2 separate regions of the Callithrix jacchus genome follow, and region 2 is linked to region 1. A link is a contact called in public Hi-C data. All regions are on one chromosome and are shown on one strand. Each heading gives the region's core, a stretch centred on a gene start, on an enhancer-like site or on the middle of the called end of the contact. The rest is flanking DNA. Distances are from core to core; before and after follow the strand shown. Region 1 has its middle 18 kb from the start of CIPC. Region 2 overlaps CIPC (CLOCK interacting pacemaker).

Region 1 (3,036 bases), core at 126-2,625:
CTTCATCTCTGAATTGTACAGCCTTTTCTGGGGGAGCATTTGCTAAAGAAAGAAACAACCTGAAACCACCAGGGCAATGGAGACAAAGCTAAAACTCCAAAAAGGGTTGGAGAGGAAAAGACAGCAACCTCACACACCACTCTCAGCCCACGTCCACACCTTCTCCCTCCCTAAGCCTTCCACCAGCTTGGCTGTCAGTTACCACTATTTGAGCCCAACCTCCCACCTCAGCTTCAGAATGTGAACCCACAGCCTCTGCCCTCCCCAGAGAGACACCAGGCCAGCTGGCCTGAAGCCCAGAGCCCAAGACTGCAGAGGGGGCTGGACAGAAAAGATGGAAAGTTGGATTGGGTCTTGAAGATGGGATTGTGAGTGTCCAGATTGGGCCGTAATTAAGAGCATGGGCCTGCAGCAGAAAACCCTGGGTTCAAAGTTGAGCTCTACTTCCTCCTGATTGGGGGACATATTTCCTTAACTACCCTGTGCCTCAGCTCCTTCTTCTGTAAAATGAGGCAACACTAGTACTCACTGATGTAGTATTCACTAATGGGTGCTGGGAGATTGGAATGAGATTGAGACGGGGTCTCGCTCTGCAGGCCAGGCTGAGTGCAATCGTGTCATCACGGCTCACTGCAGCCTGGACTTCCTGGGCTCAAGTGATCCCCGGCCTCAGTTACTAGAGTTGTGCCATATACTGAGGGCTCAGTCATTGCCCTTGTGGGGCTGCAGGAGCAAGGGATTAGGTGGAAGACTGAGTCATCCCTGGGTCAGCTGGACTGAGCCTTAAGCCAGTTCCTTAAGGCTCTCAGCCTCGAGGACTGTTCTTTATGGAAGGCCTCAGAATACTTTGCAGGGATGTTTTGAGGATTGGAAATCACATAGGGGAAGTACCCTGCACCTGTAAAGCACTCAATATACACAAAGCCCTTTCCTTCTCTCCCCTACAAGGTGACGTTTCCTTCAAAAAACACTGTAGGAAAGCTTTGCTTTATTGGCAAGAAGAATAAATGGCATAGTATGCACAGAGCCGACCCGCAATAGCCATTTGTTCCCTCAGAGAGACGAAAGGAAGACCAGCTTGATGGACACTGGGAGGGAGAAACACAGTGAAGAAGAGAGTGGGCGGGATCGAGCAGGCAGAGGATGGCAAGGAGCTTCTGACAGTGATCCTGGGCGGGGCGGGGCGGGTGGGGATGGAGAAGGTGCCCTGACATGACTGGGGACTGCTCCTGGGGAGGAGTAGAGGATCCTTGGCAGGGAAGAAGAAAGAGGGTTGTCCTCACACCTCGCTCTTGAGGAAAAGGAGGCAGCAAGAAAAAGGCCAAGGGTTCCATTTGAAGACTTGGTGACACCACCTGCCCCTTTTTAGGCCTGTTTTCTCTTTGCAAAACAAAGGGCTCTGGAAGGTGCCTCCCTCCCAGAGGAATTATGTGGGATACTCCCCAGCCAGCATTGTTCTCTGGGATACCCCACCATTTTGCTAGGGTGGGCTGATGTCACCTGTCCATAGCCCTCTGCCTGCCTGCTCTGTCCCCCACCACCGCACCCTCCTACCCTCTCCTTCCCAGACAGGAGGTTTTATTTTTAACCAGAGTTTACAAGCAGGATCTGGAAAAGCCAGTTTGTAGAAGATGTTCCAGCCCTGGCTGGCTCCGTCCCCACAGCAGGAGGGTGAGTGGCTAAGGCAGCCCTTGGCCAGGCAGGGAGACCTGCCCAGCAGGTGTGGGTGAAGGGCAGCAGGCCTAGGGACTAACAGCCCAGTCATCCTTGGCCAGCTGCAGGGCTGGAAGGGGGCCCAGACTGACCCTGGCTGCTCTGGAAGGGAGGAGAGGGTGCCCTATGGGAGGGGTGGAAGCAGCAGAACCTTCTGGGCTTTGCTGATGTCACCTCCCCTGTGGGGACTGATTGGCCCAGGACTTCCCTCTCTCCCTGGGGACATCTCTGGGCAGAGTGGCCCAATGCCCTGCTATTGCAAGCCAGCCCTGTCCTTCTGGGGCACCAGGGAGGGGGCAGGCAAGGCCAGGTTCCCCGGTAGGCAGATTAAGCATGTTCTCAGGGCGCTGGCAGCAAAAGACCATCAACAAAATGTTTGGGTTTGGTTTTGCTTTTTTAATGGCTAATATTTAGTACTTCAAAAATAGCAAGGAAGAGTAGTCATCCTGGGGAAAATGAAAACTTTGTTGGACTTCCTGACACTTATTTTCAGGTTTAGGATTATTTTATTTGGAATTTGTGTGTGGGTGAGTGGGGGAGGTACACCTTAATCTGTCAGCTTTTAAGGCTGCTAAAGGTCTTAATCCAGCTCAGGGAAAATCAAGGATCAGAAAGGGGGTGGGGACCCCAAGGCATTGAGGAGGAGGGAGTATGTGGCCTCAACCTGTAGCTCTATCCCCTGGAGAGGGAGGCTTTCAGCAGAGAAGGGGACACTGCAGTATTACTGTGAAAGAAGAGCTGGTCTAGCCCAGCCAGAGGCGTGCAGTGTGAGGCCTGCATCGGTGTGAAGAGGATCTCGGGAAATCAAGGTTTGAGTTTCTGCAGGGGAACAAGGAGCAGGGGCACTCAAGGCCTGGCAGCCTGGAATTGCCGTCCCTGGGTCAGAGCTGGGATTTGCTCAGTCTGGAAATGGCAAGCCTCTTGGCCAGAGGTGGCCAAAGACAGTGGCCACTTTGGAGGTGGAGCTGGCAACTCATTTCCGGGAAGATGGTTCCAAGGATGCCACTCAGCTCTGAGCCCCTGGAGGCAGGGCAGGGCTCGATGCCTCTTCCCCCATAGCCTGCTGCAATGGAGCGTGTTACTCACAACCCAACTCCCTTCCTGCCCCAGCCAGGCACTCAACAGCAAACATTTACAAAGCACCTACTTGCTCCAGGCACTTTTTTTGTGTTTTAAACTGGACGGAGTCTCACTCTATTGCCCAGGCTGGAGTACAATGTCGAGGTCTCGGCTCACTGCAACCTCCACCTCCCAGGTTCAAGTGATTCTCCTGCCTCAGCCTCCTGAGTACCTGGGATTACAGGCATGCACCATCACGCCTGG
Region 2 (3,267 bases), core at 497-2,996, 48 kb after region 1:
AAAATACAAAAATTGGCCGGGAACGGTGGCTCATGCCTGTAATCCCAGCACTTTGGGAGGCCAAGGCTGGCGGATCACGAGGTCAGGAGATCCAGACCATCCTGGCTAACAAGGTGAAACCCTGTCTCTACTAAAAATACAAAAAAAAATTAGTCGAGGGCATGGTGGTGCACGACTGTGTAGTCCCAGCTACTCAGGAAGCTGAGGCAGAATCACTTGAACCTGGGAGGGGGAGGTTGCAGTGAGTCGAGATTGCGTCATTGCACTCCAGCCTAGGCGACATAGTCTCAAAAAAAAAAAAAAAAAATTAGACAGACATGGTGGCAGGGCCTGTAGTTCCCAGCTACTTAGGAGGCTGAGATAGGAAAACTGCTTGAACCCAGGAGGTGGAGGTTGCAGTAAGCCAAGATTGCGCCAACCTGGGCAACAGAGCAAAACTCCATCTCAAAAAAAAAAATGTAAAAATTAAATAAATTTAAATTTAGTGGCTTGGCTGGGTGCCGTGGCTCACGCCTGAAATCCTAGCACTTTGGGAGGCCAAGGTGGGTGGATCACAAGGTCAGGAGTTCAAGACCAGACTGACCAACATGGTGAAAACCTGTCTCCACTAAAAATACAAAAATAAGCTGGGCGTGATGGCGCATGCCCATAATCCCAGCTACTCAGGAGGCTGAGGCAGAATTGCTTGAAACTGGGAAGTGGAGGTTGCAGGGAGCTGAGATCACGCCACTGCACTCGAGCCTGGGTGACACAGCGAGACTCTATCTCAAAAAAAATTAGTGGCTTAAAACAGCAATTTATTGGCCAGGCACAGTGGCTCACCCCTGTCATCCCAGCACTTTGGGGAGGCTGAGGCGGGCAGATCTCCTGAGGTCAGGAGTTTGAGACCAGTCTGACTGACATGCAGAAACTTTATCTCTACTAAAAATGCAAAATTAGCTGGGCATAGTAGTGCATGGCTGTAATCTCAGCTACTTGGGAGGCTGAAGCAGGAGAATCAAATGAACATGGGAGGTGGAGGTTGCAGTGAACTGAGATCGCACCATTGCACTCCAGCCTGGGCAACGAGAAGAGCAAAACTCCGTCTCAAAAAAAAAAAAAAAACCCAGCAATTTATTATTTCTCTTGATTTTATGATTCAGGAATTTGTTCAGGGTTTGGCTGGGTGGTTCTTCTGCTCCATGTGGTGTCTGTGTCAGCTGGGGTCGCTCACTCAGCTGTATTCAGCTGGCGGCTGGACTGGGAGGGAAGGGCCAAGAAGGCATCACTTACACTCCTGGCACCTCAGCACTCCTCTGCATGGCCTCTCCACGTGGCCAGCATGGTGGTTTCAGGTCAGTGGGATTAATTACATGGCAGCTAGGAATTACATTTCATCCAAGGGAATGAAAGCAGAAGCTGCCAGACTTAGGGACTAGCTCTGAAGCTGGCACAGTGTGACTTCTACAACTTCTACCTCCCCAAGCAAGACACCAGATCAGCCCAGATTCAGGAGGAGGGAAAATGGATTTTGCCTCCTGATGGATGAAACGGCATACACATACTAGAATGGAAGGAGATGCTTGTGGCTATGTGGAAGACTAACTACCATTCAGTCTTCCTCACTGCCAGCCTTTCTCCCATCCCCTCTGCCTAACCCCAGGAAGCTTTTATTTCCAGGGACTCACGGAAGCCTGCTAGGCACCCACCACAAGGCACATGCCCATGTTTTGTCTTGCCTGGCCCTCCTGCCCAGTGACTCTTTCATACTCTGTACCTGGTTTCACACGCATTTGCTTTATCTTGTCTCTTTGAAGGTAGGCACCATTTCCCCCTACCTCCTGGGATCCAAGCTCCTGAGTTATCCCAAGCGGGGCTTGTTCTTGAAAACCTGAAAGAACCTAACATATGACTTGCAGGCACTCCACCAACTTGCCTGAAGTGAGGCAAGATCTGATTCAGTCTGGCAGACCTAGCACCAGCACTGGGGATGTCCCAGAAGCAAAGCTCTATAAACAGGACTTTTTGGCACCACAGTCCACACACGAGCTTGGGCCTTGAACAAAGGGAAAAATCTTATTTCTATAAGATCGTCAGCAGCAGCACGTGAGGATGTGTTTAGGGAGGCAGACCTCCCCCCAACCTCCTGAGCCAGAACTTGCATTTTAACAAATACCCAAGAGATTCACATGCATGTTAGAGTTTGAGACTACAGAAGCTAGGGGTTCTCAAGGTAAAGAGAACAGGAATGGGTTAGGAAGACAAATGCCGGTTAAAGCCTGCCTGAAATAATGAGATGTGGGCGCTTTTTTAAAAATCCTGATGCCCAGCATGTACCCTGGATCAATTAAGTCCAAGTCCCTGATGGTCTAGCCCAGGAATTGGAATTCTCTAAAAGCTCCTTGGGGGCCTTTTTTTAAATTCAACTTTTATTTTAAGTTCAAGAGTACATGTGCAGGATGTGCAGGTTTGTTACATAGCTAAACATGTGCTATGGCGGTTTGCTTTAAACCACAGGTGATTTTAATATGCAATCAGAGTTGAGGACCACTGATTAGGCGCTTAGTTGTTAAGATTTGTGGACCATCTATATACAAATCACTTGAGACACTTATTAAATATGCAGATTCCTGGTATCTACAACAGTATTTTTTAGTCTAAATCTCCTTGAGTGGGGCCCAGGAATTTGCATTTTTAAAAATGGAGATGGGGTCTTGTTGTGTTACCCAGGTTGATCTCGAACTCTTGGGCTCAAGCGAGCTTCCTGCCTCAGCCTCCCAAAGTGCTGGGATTAAGGCATGAGCCACTGCGCCCAGTCAGGAAGCCATGTTTTTTTGGTTTATTTTTGTTTTGAGACAGAGTCTCTCTGTGTCACCAGGCTGGAGTGCAGTGCTGCCATCTTGGCTCACTGCAACCTCCGCCTCCCGGGATCAAGCAATTCTCCTGACTCAGCCTCCCGAGTAGCTAGGATTGCAGGCGTCCACCACCATGCCCAGCTAATTTTTGTATTTTTAGTAGAGACAGGGTTTCACAATATTGGCCAGGCTGGTCTTGAACTCCTGACCTTGTGATCCACCCACCTAAGCCTCCCAAAGTGCTGGGATTACAGGAGTGAGCCACTGCACCTGGATGGAAGCCACATTTTTCACTATCTCTCTAGGTGATTGGAGTGTGCACTAAAGTTGGAGGCTGTTGATTTAGGCTCATGAAGAAGCAATGGCAATGGCAGTGATGTTTTGCAACCCAGCTGCTCCATCGCAGAGCACTCCTTGCTCTGGCTCCCTCTTC

The links. Hi-C and Micro-C count contacts between places; a contact is called where the count stands out from the background.
Region 2: a contact with region 1 is called in a Hi-C map of skeletal muscle, with 2.8 times the contacts expected there. The contact joins two enhancer-like sites. A contact is called at or near these places in 3 of 3 Hi-C or Micro-C datasets (induced pluripotent stem cells and skeletal muscle).

Annotation. Positions count from the first base shown.
Region 1 is chr8:111,937,631-111,940,666 of calJac240_pri, forward strand. No RefSeq gene overlaps it. Among named protein-coding and RNA genes, the nearest start is that of CIPC, 18 kb to the right of the region's middle. Within about 2 kb of position 1,376, at least 6 of the 16 cell types and tissues checked have an H3K27ac peak or open chromatin away from gene starts, as enhancers often do. A contact at or near this core is called in skeletal muscle, where this site is marked.
Region 2 is chr8:111,984,860-111,988,126 of calJac240_pri, forward strand. All of the region lies in intron 1 of CIPC (CLOCK interacting pacemaker), which reads left to right. Among named protein-coding and RNA genes, the nearest start is that of IRF2BPL, 28 kb to the left of the region's middle. Within about 2 kb of position 1,747, at least 1 of the 16 cell types and tissues checked has an H3K27ac peak or open chromatin away from gene starts, as enhancers often do. A contact at or near this core is called in skeletal muscle, where this site is marked.